Linked DNA regions of Mus musculus: region 1 is linked to region 2. The links are chromatin contacts, called in public promoter capture Hi-C maps. All regions are on one chromosome and are shown on one strand. Each heading gives the region's core, a stretch centred on a gene start, on an enhancer-like site or on the middle of the called end of the contact. The rest is flanking DNA. Distances are from core to core; before and after follow the strand shown.

Evidence for each region. Capture Hi-C pulls out chosen DNA fragments and counts their contacts.
Region 1: a contact with region 2 is called in a promoter capture Hi-C map of liver. The contact joins two enhancer-like sites. A contact is called at or near these places in 4 of 39 promoter capture datasets (the C10 cell line, cranial neural crest, liver and 1 more), 13 of 115 datasets of contacts at active chromatin or transcription factors (bone marrow-derived macrophages, cardiomyocytes, embryonic forebrain and 7 more) and 3 of 9 other capture datasets (adipose tissue, embryonic stem cells and liver).

What each region holds. Positions count from the first base shown.
Region 1 is chr4:150,568,957-150,574,639 of GRCm38.p6, reverse strand. It overlaps Rere (arginine glutamic acid dipeptide (RE) repeats), which reads right to left. Exons shown (of 23, transcript NM_001085492.1): 12 at 4,344-4,424. Among named protein-coding and RNA genes, the nearest start is that of Slc45a1, 80 kb to the left of the region's middle. Within about 2 kb of position 1,994, at least 31 of the 459 cell types and tissues checked have an H3K27ac peak or open chromatin away from gene starts, as enhancers often do. A contact at or near this core is called in liver, where this site is marked.
Region 2 is chr4:150,304,127-150,310,283 of GRCm38.p6, reverse strand. All of the region lies in intron 1 of Rere (arginine glutamic acid dipeptide (RE) repeats), which reads right to left. Among named protein-coding and RNA genes, the nearest start is that of Rere, 25 kb to the right of the region's middle. Within about 2 kb of position 2,918, at least 19 of the 459 cell types and tissues checked have an H3K27ac peak or open chromatin away from gene starts, as enhancers often do. A contact at or near this core is called in liver, where this site is marked.

The sequences.
Region 1 (5,683 bases), core at 745-3,244, 270 kb before region 2:
CCAGTAACCTGCCTGAAGCCCACAGCATGAGTGGCAGAGACAACAGCAGTCCATTGCAGCAACAGTTAAACAGTACTTTAGCCTTTTCATTTTTTTTTTCTTTAAAGCATTTTTAAAAAAATTATCTTTATTAGTTAGGCAGTGGTGGCACATATATTTAATCCCAGCAGTCAGTAGGATCTTGGTTAGCTTGAGGCCAGTCTGATCTACAGAGTGAGTTCCAGGACAGTCAGAGTTACACAGAGAAATGAGAAATGTGTCTCAAACAAAACAACCCCCCCCCAATAAAACCAAAACCAACCAACTAAACAGACAAAAAAAACAAAAAAACCCAAAACAAAAAAACCCTCCTATAGACGTGGTAGGTGTGTGTGTGTGTGTGTGTGTGTAAAATATTTTGAGGCTCAAGAAGTGGCTTACAGATTAAGAACACTTGCTACACTGGGCAGTGGTGGCGCACACCTTTAACCCCAGCACTTAGGAGGCAGAGGCAGGCGGATTTCTGAGTTCGAGGCCAGCCTGGTCTACAACAGAGTGAGTTCCAGGACAGCCAGGGCTACACAGAGAAATCCTGAAACCCTGTCTTGAAACAAAACAAAACAAAACAAACAAGAATACTTGCTGCTTGGGCGGATTTCTGAGTTCGAGGCCAGCCTGGTCTACAACAGAGTGAGTTCCAGGACAGCCAGGGCTACAGAGAGAAAGCCTGAAACCCTGTCTTGAAACAAAACAAAACAAAACAAACAAGAATACTTGCTGCTTGCTGTTTTTGTAGAGAACACAGTTTGATTACCAGCACCTACATGGTGGTTCGTAACTGTCTGTAATTCTAGTTCCAGGGGATCAAATGCCCCCTTCTGACCTCTGCAGGCATCCATGTGGTGCACAGACATACATACATGCAAAACACTCATACACATAAAATAATCTTTAAAAATATTTATTCTGAGGCTAGAGAGATGGCTCAGCAATTAAGAGCATTGACTGCTTTTCCAGAGGGCCCAGGATTAATTTCCAGCACCCACATTGTAGCTCATGACCATCTGCAACTGTAACTTTGTTCTAGAGGATCCACAGATACCCTCTTCTGACCTCCTCAGGCAAAACATCATATACATACAATAAAAGTAAAAAAAAAAAAAAAAAAAAAAAGCCGGGCGTGGTGGCGCACGCCTTTAATCCCAGCACTCGGGAGGCAGAAGCAGGTGGATCTCTTGAGTTCGAGGCCAGCCTGGTCTACAGAGTGAGTTCTAGGACAGCCAGGGCTACACAGAGAAACCCTGTCTCGAAAAACCAAAAAAAAAAAAAAAAAAAGTTAAAAAAAAAATCTCAATTTTATTTGTTTTATATATACGCCTGTATGCCGTGTGTGTGTGTGTGTGTGTGTGTGTGTGTGTGTGTGTGCTGAGAGGTCTAAAGAGAGTGCTAGATCTCCTGAGCTACAGTAACAAGAGATTTAGATGCCGGATGTAGGCGCTGTCAAGTGAGTCCTGTTCTTCTGTTAGGACAGGAAGTGCTCTTAAGCTATGAGCCATCTCTCCAGGGTCTCCCAGGCCCCAGCACCCCACTTTTTTTTAGGCTGAGAACATCTGTCTCATGCAAAGAAGCACCATTTCAGAAACAATAACTTCCCAGTAACCTGTCAAAATGTGATTTGAACTTCCCACAGCATCAAACTAAGCCAGAAAAAACCTTCAGAGAGATCAGGTGCTATAGATACCGGCCAGACCATCGATACAACACAGGTCTGCTGACCCCCCCAGAACCCAGTCATGCCCTTCTGATGTTTCAAATCTTCTGGGACTAGCAAAGAAAGAAGCCCGTAATACAATAGAAGAAAATGTGGCAAAGCATCTAGATTGTAAGAATTTTCTATAGAAAGTTTCATAACCATAAGGTTTTTATCAAGGAAGTTCTGGAACACTGGTACCTGCAAAGTCCCTCATCTTCTGCAACAGAATGAAGTGACCTTTGCCTCCTCCCTTAGTGGTCTGTAATGATTAGCCAGGCTCGGTAGATAGCTAAGGAAAATATAAGACAAGTGCCTCTCCCAGCTGACTAGAACAATTAAGAGATTCACCCAACTACCAAACTCCTCCCAAGCAAGGAGAAGGGAGTGGGACCTAATGACACTCAGCAGAAGTGGGAGAGGCCCTCCAGGGCTGCAGACCTCTCTGCTTCCTGTACTCTAGGGACTGTGCCCACACGAAACGGCTGGGAACTGGGAGGGAACGGTGTTAGAGAAGGCACAGGCATGGCAGGTGAGGGGAAGCATCCCTGGAATGACAGGGCTGCTCCGCAGCAGGAAAGGGCACAAGTTAACTGAATCAGACCCTGACGTGGGCAGCCAGGGTCAGGTGGGATTAGGACAGACTTTCTAGTTAGGAAACCAGGTAAGGAACACTGTGCTAGGTTAAAGGTCAGCCAGGCCTGCTTTCTGCTACTCTGCTGAATAAAACTGTCTTGCGTTTCCAAGGTTGTTAAGCAAGCACAAGACCCTGGATGGATTCCCAGCATCCCCAGCCCCCACCTCCATCTAAGATTTTGGTTTAATCCTCAATTGTACTACTTTTCTTTTTTCTTCCTTGCTTCCTCCCTTCCGGTCCTACAAAGCATCAAGATAAAAAGATTGTCCAGATTTCTTTTGTCAGATCTTTACGATTTACAACTTTCAGCAGATAAAAGAGACAGATAAGAGTCTAGAGCAGGAGGGTTGAGATAATTGCTAAGGGCTCAATCCCAGCACCAGTAACAAAAAAAAAAAAAAAAAAAAAAAAAAAAACAAAAAAAACAAAAAGAAAAAAAAACAAAACAAACAAACAAACAAACAAAAAGACCAACTGAGCTGATAGGCTAAAAATGAGCTATCAACTTGACACATCTCACTGACTTTTCTACTCAGCCCAAAGAAGGCTGCTACTTTTGAGTCAAGACACTCTTTTTTTATTTTGTTTTTTGTTTGTTTGTTTGTTTGTTTGTTTAGAGACAGGGTTTCTCTGTGTAGCCCTGGCTGTCCTGGAACTCACTCTGTAGACCAGGCTGGCCTCAAACTCAGAAATCCGCCTGCCTCTGCCTCCCAAGTGCTGGGATTAAAGGTGTGCGACACCACTGCCTAGCATTAAAGTATGTAACAAACTTAGAAAATATGAGATTCTCAGAACACTTAAGAGTTTTTACATCGCTGCTGCTGCTCTGCTCTCCATTACAAAGTCTCTTCAAAACCTGTTCTGGAAAGAGTAAGAAACAGGTTGTTTCCACAATATATCTTAATATCTATAGTTTGAGTCCTCTCAGTGGCCCATCTCCACACATTTAGATGCACAATGATGATTTAATCTTAACTTAGTTATCATTAACTGGAGAAATCTGTTTACTGGGATATACTTGGAATCTCAGAACCTTTCTCCCCAGTTATCAGGGTTCTACAGTCCAGAAACAAACTGTTCATTTTTAATAATAAGTAAGAGCATTAAACACCAAGAGGCAATCAGTAACCACCAACTGAGAAAACCTACCATCACTTTGGTAATGGATATTCTTCATTCACCCCTCTCTTCCTAAAAGCCAGACTAAATATCAATCCTAGCCCTCCTCCCCTCCTAGGTGGGAGGTACTTCCGGTCACTGGGTCAGACTGGAGGCTGCCAGCAGGGTGAGGTGGGTGGTCCACCCCACCTTCCTGGAGGCAAGCACCCACAGGTAACTGAGCTTGTACCCTTACAGTGTCACCTACCAAGGAAGTCTCCGCACACTCTCCCACAGCAAGTTCATCAAAAGCAATGGTCAGGTCAGCATTTGACCCTCAGCTTTTGAAACAGCAAAGGAATTTTTTTAAAGCCCCCATTAAGCAACTAATAAAAACCCTTTTCACTACAAAGTGAAAAAATTTAAAGCTGAGAGAGTAAAGATTTAAATGAATTTTCTCTAGAACACAACAACCTTAATTTAAACAAACGGAGGGGAAATCCCAGCAGAGTTCCATAAACCTCTCAGCTCTATCCTTCGGCTTAGACGATGACTTTTGACAATTACCAAATCCAAACTAGCGATAAAATGCCATTTCCCATTTCAGCCAGTGGATTTAAAATTAGATGTTAACTCTCTAGCGATCCTCCCCCTCCCAACTCTGTTCTTCCCGTTACAAGGCGTTCCTCAGAAGGATAAGCACAATATGTCACTCTGATATCTTAAAATCACCAGTGAAAAGTAAGAATCCGGGGCCAGCCTGGGTCAGGCACAGAGTGGGGTTAAAGGAACCATTTCCTAAGCCCAGATTCGAAGAAGCAGCAGGAGCAGAGCAAGGGAAAAAACAACCCAAGTTATATAAAGTCCAATTGTACTCACGGTTTCCTTACTGGGAAGCAGCTCCTTTCTGATTCTGAAGAAGTTCTTGCCGTATTGTCGGAGCCCCTTAACGAAGCGTTTCTGTGATAAAAAAGAAACAAGTGAGATGTAAAAACCAAAACCAAAACAGGATGTCAGCAAAGCAAAGATATCTGCAATCAGCAGAAAAGCAACCACAGAAAAGTCTGAGCTCGGGAATATTAGCCAGGCTGGAGGCTTTCAGCGGCACAGCTGGGACCTGCTGGCAGGGCAGGGCAGGGCAGGGCAGCCCCCGGCCTGCGGGGAACCACAAGCAGCGCCGCACGTTTCAGGGGGGAAAAGCAATCGGAGCCAAGGCGGCCTTCGGGAACCACAAGCTGCAGGAAGGAGCAAACAACAAACAGCCCGCGTTGCAATAAACCAACATAGCTGCTTTTCACCCGCGGAAGCAGATGCCTTCGCAGAAGTGTCTCGGGCCGATCTGGCCCTCTTCCCATCCCCTGACCGCGGAAGCCCACAAGGAGCCGGTAGTCCTGGAGCCGGGAGCCTCTGGGGTCGAGCCCCCGGCCCTCCCGGTCTGCCCGACCCCAAACAGACTTTCACTTTGCCCGGTTCCAGGAGCAGCTCCCACCTCCGATCCGAGGGAGACTCGCAGCTACAGGTAAAGAGGCCGCGCCCGTCCCCGGGCTCCACAAAGCGCAGGGCCAGGCGGCCGCGGGCTGCTTGGCGTGTGACCGCGGCGGGGCCGCGCGGGGCGCGGGGAGCGGAGGGCGCCGGGGGAGGAGGCTGGAGCGCGGCGAGCCCGGCGGCGGGCGGCTGCAAAAGGCGGCCTGGATCGCCGCCGCGGCCGCTCGGCTCCGCCCCGCCCGGCCCCGCAGGCGACCAAGCCCTCGACACGGCCTTCTCGGGGTCTTCCCTGAGAGCAGCAGGTCACCTCAACGGTGAAACTTGCTACCCGCCAGGGCCAGGCCGCATGCCCACAGTGAGGCAGCGAAACCCGCGCCGGTCCCTCCCGCCCGCCGTGGCCACTCCAGCCCGCGGCTGAGGCGTTTGCTCCCGCCAGGCCCGGGTATCAGCCTGCACTTCACTAGTGATCACCACGGAAGCGCCCCAGCCAATAAATCAGCTGCCCACTGGGAAGAGAGGCCTCCCACTCTGGGTGTGAGAGACCCGCGGGACAAACACAGAGAAGGGCCAGACCTGGCCTACAAGACCCATCTACAGCCTCCCGCTCTAGTCCTGCAGGCTCTGCGAGTTCCGAGTTCTCCCAGTGCTGGATATGACTCATCACTGTCAATTTTCAATATAATTGATATAGTTCAGTGGGAGAATTCTGTGAGGCACAAGAAAGCAGCGCACAC
Region 2 (6,157 bases), core at 1,669-4,168:
CCATGAGCCCTCTTCCCCACTGTGGTCATTAGTATATCTTAACACTATAAACTATGTCTGGCAGGCATTAGCTATTTAATAAGTAATGACAAAAACTTTAATTGGATATGCACATATATTTTTCTGAAAAGAGATTCACTGTATTCATAAGATTAATAAAGCATGCTACTAAGGTTTCCAAGTCTTCATTCTCAACCTTTAAACGACTATAGGAAAGAAGCTTCTAAAAATTCTATCTTACAAGGCCCTGAGCCCGCCCCCCATTAATATTATGACTTAATAATAAATAACGAGAAGGGGCCAAAAGTTAACATTTCTTTCTAGGTTTTGGGTTTTTGGTTTTTCGAGACAGGGTTTCTCTGTGTAGCCCTGGCTGTCCTGGAACTCACTTTGTAGACCAGGCTGGCCTCAAACTCAGAAATCTGCCTGCCTCTGCCTCCCAAGTGCTGGGATCAAAGGCGTGCGCCACCACCGCCCAGCAAAAGTTAACATTCCAAAACATTCCCAAAACCAGCTCTGAAAAGACAAAGAGGAAGGAGGTGAAAGGGAGGAAGGATCACTTCATTTTAATGGTCTAGAATACCTTCTGACACTCCTGACAGCTCCCCTTTATAAACTACCTGGGCTAACTCAATGTGTCTCTCTAGCTAAGGCAACAAAAACCAGCGGACATCAGAGTCAAGTGCTCGTAGCATCCAGTATAGTTCTGCAAGCTCAAGAGCATTACCCAAGGCCTTTCTCTACATCCATTCTAAATCTGGGGAACAGACCCAAGAAAAACTATGACCTCTTCAACAGCCTCTTCATCATTAATGTGAGGTGAACAGACATTTTTTCATACTACAACCTCACTGTTTGTAACGCCTTGAGAACCCACTACAGAGTGGATGGCATTTAACATACAGCTTTTGAATGAAGCATAAAGCGTAACAATGAGAAGCAGCTAAGCACAGCCAAAGCTGTTAATGGATTTCCATAACAGTAGACAGGCATCCACTGCCTTCCTTATTTCTGCTGCAGCCTATTTCACAGTTAGTATTAAACAGGTCTAGTTGAACACAATCAAACTAAATGCCAAATTCAGCATATTACTTATGCAATCATATAGTCTACAAACAGACCTTTTACATTAAAGAAATGACCATTATAAATGAGAAATTTACAGTTTAATACAGCTCTCCTCACTTTGTGGTGACCATCAACCATATTTTGTTGCATCCTCAAAACTGTAATTTTGCTACTGTTATGAATCATAATGTAAACATCTGATATGCAGAATGTCTGATATGTGACCCCTACAGAGGTTACAGCCCAGAGGCTGAGAAATATTAAATAGCAGATGCATTCACGATACAGCAATGTCCTGGCCCTTGCCTTTTCTCATTCTACTCCCAAGCTAAGAGATTTCAAAGATACAGAATGTATAAAACATTCTTAACAGAAAGGCATTTTCAACACTAATTCACTTTTCCTTGGGCTAGTTTTAACTGACAGTAAGACTTTCATTTCTCAGGATACAACAAATCACAAAATCCAAATCCAACCACTTTTGGCTGCCTCTATGCTACCAACCATCACCCTAACCCAAGGCCCCATCCTACTTCACCCAGATTACCACAAAGACCTCCAGAGCAGTCTCCTAGCTTCCACTCTTCACAGCAGCAATATAACTACACAGTGGCCAAAGAGCTCTTTTTAACCTAGAAGTGTGATCCTGGCAGCTGATGAAACCTTCTAATAGCTCCCCATTATGTGCAGAATGACAGCCAGAAGGATTAAAGTGGTCCACAGGGACCTCTGCCCTGGCCCTACCTCTTTTTCTCAGTCAGTACTACTGCTCTTTCTACCGCTCCTTGACCACAGCAGCAAGTTCCCACCTGGAGACATTAGCACTGATCTTCCCTCTGCCTGCAATGATCCATCCCCAGATCTCTGCACGATTCCTCAACCTGCTTAAGGTCTTCTCCAATGTCGCATCATCAAGAGCTGCCCTTAATAACCGACTCAGCCCACAGTCTGCACTGCTGCCTTCTCTCAGCAAGTACTGTTGCTTCATCTTATAATTTGTTTAATCTAAGGAGTGAAGCATAAATTTCCTTTTTCAAAATGAAATCTAGGCAAAGCAAATGCTATTTTATTTTATAAGCTATCCATCTTGAAGTGAGCCATAATAGACAAACAAACAAACATGCACACCTCCTATAAATAAACTTGCTGTATGGATTTCCTGTATTATCAATTTAAAATATGTGGAGGGGTTGTAAACAGATGAATTCTTGCTCATGTGTGTGCATGCTGAAACCAGAGATAAACATCAGGTGTTACTCTCCACTGCTCTCCTCCTTATTCTGTGAGAGGTCTCTTCATGAAATCCCAGCAAGCCTCCAGGATCTGCCTGCCTCTGCTCTCCTACTCATACACACACACACTCACTACTTCCCCCCCCCACACACACACACACACATGAAGAGCTGGAGTTAGAGGCAGGAGCTGCCATGCCACTTTCCAGTGGATGCTGGGAATCTTACCTCAGGCACTCACACTGGCTCATTATGCACTTTCAGGTATCTTTAAAAGTACTCCCAGGGGCTGATGAGATGGCTCGGTGGGTAAGAACACCCGACTGTTCTTCCGAAGGTCCAAAGTTCAAATCCCAGCAACCACATGGTGGCTCACAACCATCCGCAACAAGATCTGACTCCCTCTTCTGGAGTGTCTGAAAACAGCTACAGTGTACTTACATATATTAATAAATCTTTAAAAAAAAAAAAGTACTCCCAGTGCTCTCAAAGTTCACAGGCAGCAGTAGCTTCTCACCAGTGCAGCATGACAGGAAATGTCACAGGACAGGACTGGCACCATCAGAGAGCACCCTGAGAGGTGCCTGACCAAGGAAAGGTCATTAGATGAAAAGCCAGAACTGAGGCTTGGTGAGTAAACAACATAGAAAAGGAGCTGGAAGGGACTAGGGACATGCAGGTATTTGGAAAGAGAGACAAGAGAAAACAGAATCACATGAGATAGCTAAGACAATGTAAAATTGTAGTTTTGATCTGACTTTGCATAAATGACATTTCTAAAGGAGCATTGGTGATATGTCTCTAAGCCAATCTGTCCTTTCTTTCCTTCAGTCTCTGCTGTATGACCAACGGGAGTAGGGCAAAAAACTGAAACATACCACACAAGCACTCAAGACACCTGCTCAGCCATGTCCTGCCCCACTGCAAACTTAGCCACAAATCAGAAGGCTGGCTTTCCAGCCCCAAGTTCTGGCTGAGTCCTTACTCCATTCCCTCTCCCCCCATTCACTCAGATGCCAACAGAAATTGTTGCTGCGTTCCAATCCCTCTGATCTGGTCTGCCTAATTCACATCTCTGTTCCTGGTTGCAGGCTCTATTTGCTTGTCTCTGTAACTCTCCTGCCTCAGACTGACATGTGCTTGACTGTCCTAACCGGTTCTCCCAGTCTCCAGTTAAAAGCACTAGTATTCTTGCTAAGGTTGAAAGCTCAATTTCCAACACCCATAGGGTGGCTCACAACCATCTATAACTGTAGTCTCATGTAATTCACATGTAATTTGATGCCCTCTTTTGGTGCAGGCAAAATACCCATATACATAAAATACATAAACAAATCTTTAATTTAAAAAAGTATCAGCTGGGCTGTGGTGGCACACACCTTTAATCCCAGCACTCAGGAGGCAGAGAGAGGCAGAGAGAGGCAGAGGGAGGCAGAGAGAGGCAGATCTAGTTCCAGGACAGCCAGGAATACACAGTGAGACCCTGTCTTGAAAAACCATGAATTAATTAATTAATTAATGATTGATTGATTGATTATCTAAAACCAGTATGAAATTAAGCTGCATTTATATGTTAAGCAGCTATCAGCTGTCTCTGTCCTGGACAGCATTCAATGTTGCATTCCTGCAGCCCTTTCCTTTTCTGTTGTAAGGCCAAAGGTACTAACTTTTATTTTATTTTTTTTATAATCTGCTACATTCAGCATTAAATTTGAAAGGTACATAACCAATACCTGTAGCCTGAATGGTCCTGGACTGAAGACTAAACCAGACATCATTCAGTGTCCAGCTGTTTTTTTGTTTTTTAGAAACTACAGATGTCAGTACTGAATTTATGTGCTCCTCTGGCACAGGAGGCAAAGTATAATCCCAATAGTGCAGTGTAGCTAAAGGAAACCTCACTCAAGTGAAAACTTATAGGGAAAAAATGTTTTTGCTTTGCTTTTTTGAGACAGGGTCACATGTTGCCCAACTGGCCTCTAACTTGCTATGTAGCTAAGGATAATTTTAAATTCCTGATCCTCCTGCCTCACCATTACTTTACAGGCCCTTCTTCCTCTCACACTCTTAGTTTTTCGACACAGGGTTTCTCTGTGTAGCCCAAGCTGTCCTGGAACTCACTCTGAAGACCAGACTGGCCTCCATGGCCTCAGACTCAGAGACTGGCCTGCCTCTGTCTCCCAAGTGCTGGGATTAAAGGCGTGCGCCACCACCACTACCCAGTTTACAGACCCTTCTTATACTGACCACTCAAACCAAAAATTCTAAGCACTGACCTCTAATTCAAGAGGCCAGCAGGACTTTCTGTGAACAATGACGTTCCATGGCTACCACTGCTTTTTCAGTTACACCATAGGCAGGAGGTTAAAGTGCTCCACCATCAACTCTGTAAAAGGAGATTCCATGATGACTGTGCTGTGGCTTCAGTAGTAAATACATACACTGTTGCATCTAAGCAATCACCCGCCAGAAGACAACCGTCACCACACAGAGCAGAAAACCTCAGAGAGTAGGTGGTGCAACTCAGTGTCACTCAAGTTTTTGCTAAAGAAAGCATCTTGCATCTTCCTTCAGATACTGAGTGCAAACAGGTCAAACTCATCTGTCCTTTGCTTTAGCAACATTCAGGCCATCAGCGCTCCCTCTAGACATCAACTGCTTTTTAGTGGTGTCTTACACCAAGCATCTGCCTCAAAGTTAAGAGGGTCTGAAGAAGCTGTGAAGGGTGAGAACATAAAAAAGCAAGGATCTATTTTTATACAGGAGCATAAAGTGAACCACGATGGTGAGAAGCACAGTTAGGGACAGGGCCCGCAGTCATGACAGCTGCATCAAAAGCTAAAGAATCCCAAAGGCTCAGAGCTGAGCAGCTACAACACTGACAGCATGTGGTACTCTGTAAATGTTTTGCAGCCTTCACATTTCCATCCTCCACAGTCACTTGATCACCTCAAACGATGCCTTGGGTTTCAAAGTCACTCTCATATCAGCAAGGCTGGCAACCAGCATCCTGGAAACTTGTACAAACAAGATGTAGGCAAAAAAGGACTTGCAGGTGTGAGGAGTTTATGAGCACTCACACTCACTCTTCTAAAGAGTGATAGAATACGATCACTTAAATCAGAAGAGAGACACTACCCAAACATCCTAAAGTAAAAAGATGTACATGGACACCTCGTGAGAACCAGCAATTAACCAGGCAATTCCTCCCCAACTCAGGGCCATTCAAAGCAGTAAATAATTATTTAAATAAAATCAAATTTAAGCTGGGTAGTGGTGGCACACACTTTTTATCCTAGCATTTGGGTAGCAGAGGCAGATTGATCTCTGAGTTCTAGGCCAGCCTGGTCTACTGAATGAGTTCCAGGACAGCCAGGGCTACACAGAGAAACCCTGTCTCATATATATACATACACAGACAGACAGACAGATATATATATCTGTATATATACACACACACACACACACACACACACACACAATTAAGGATCCACTAGGTATTTGAATTACAAATAATCCTGACTCTTGACTCCCAGAAGGAAAAGGAACGAGGGGGGGGCTTCTGTGTTTCCTTTTTCAGGCTTGACTAGAATGGGGAGTCTGTATTCTCTCCGGAGCCATGTTGTAGTAAGGCAGGAGTACCTTGTTCTCCAGACTCTTGCTCTCCCCACCCTTACAGATAAGTCTACACTCAGACCCCAGGCTAAAAGGCTTTCTCCCCTGCCAATCTGAAGTCAGAGAAGCCTGACTGCCAGTGTATAGCATGGACCAATCACGTGGTACAGGAGAGAAAGAGTCCTCATTGCCATGTAGACCTGATCTCTCCTCAGAACCCACCATGGTGCCATCTAAAGATC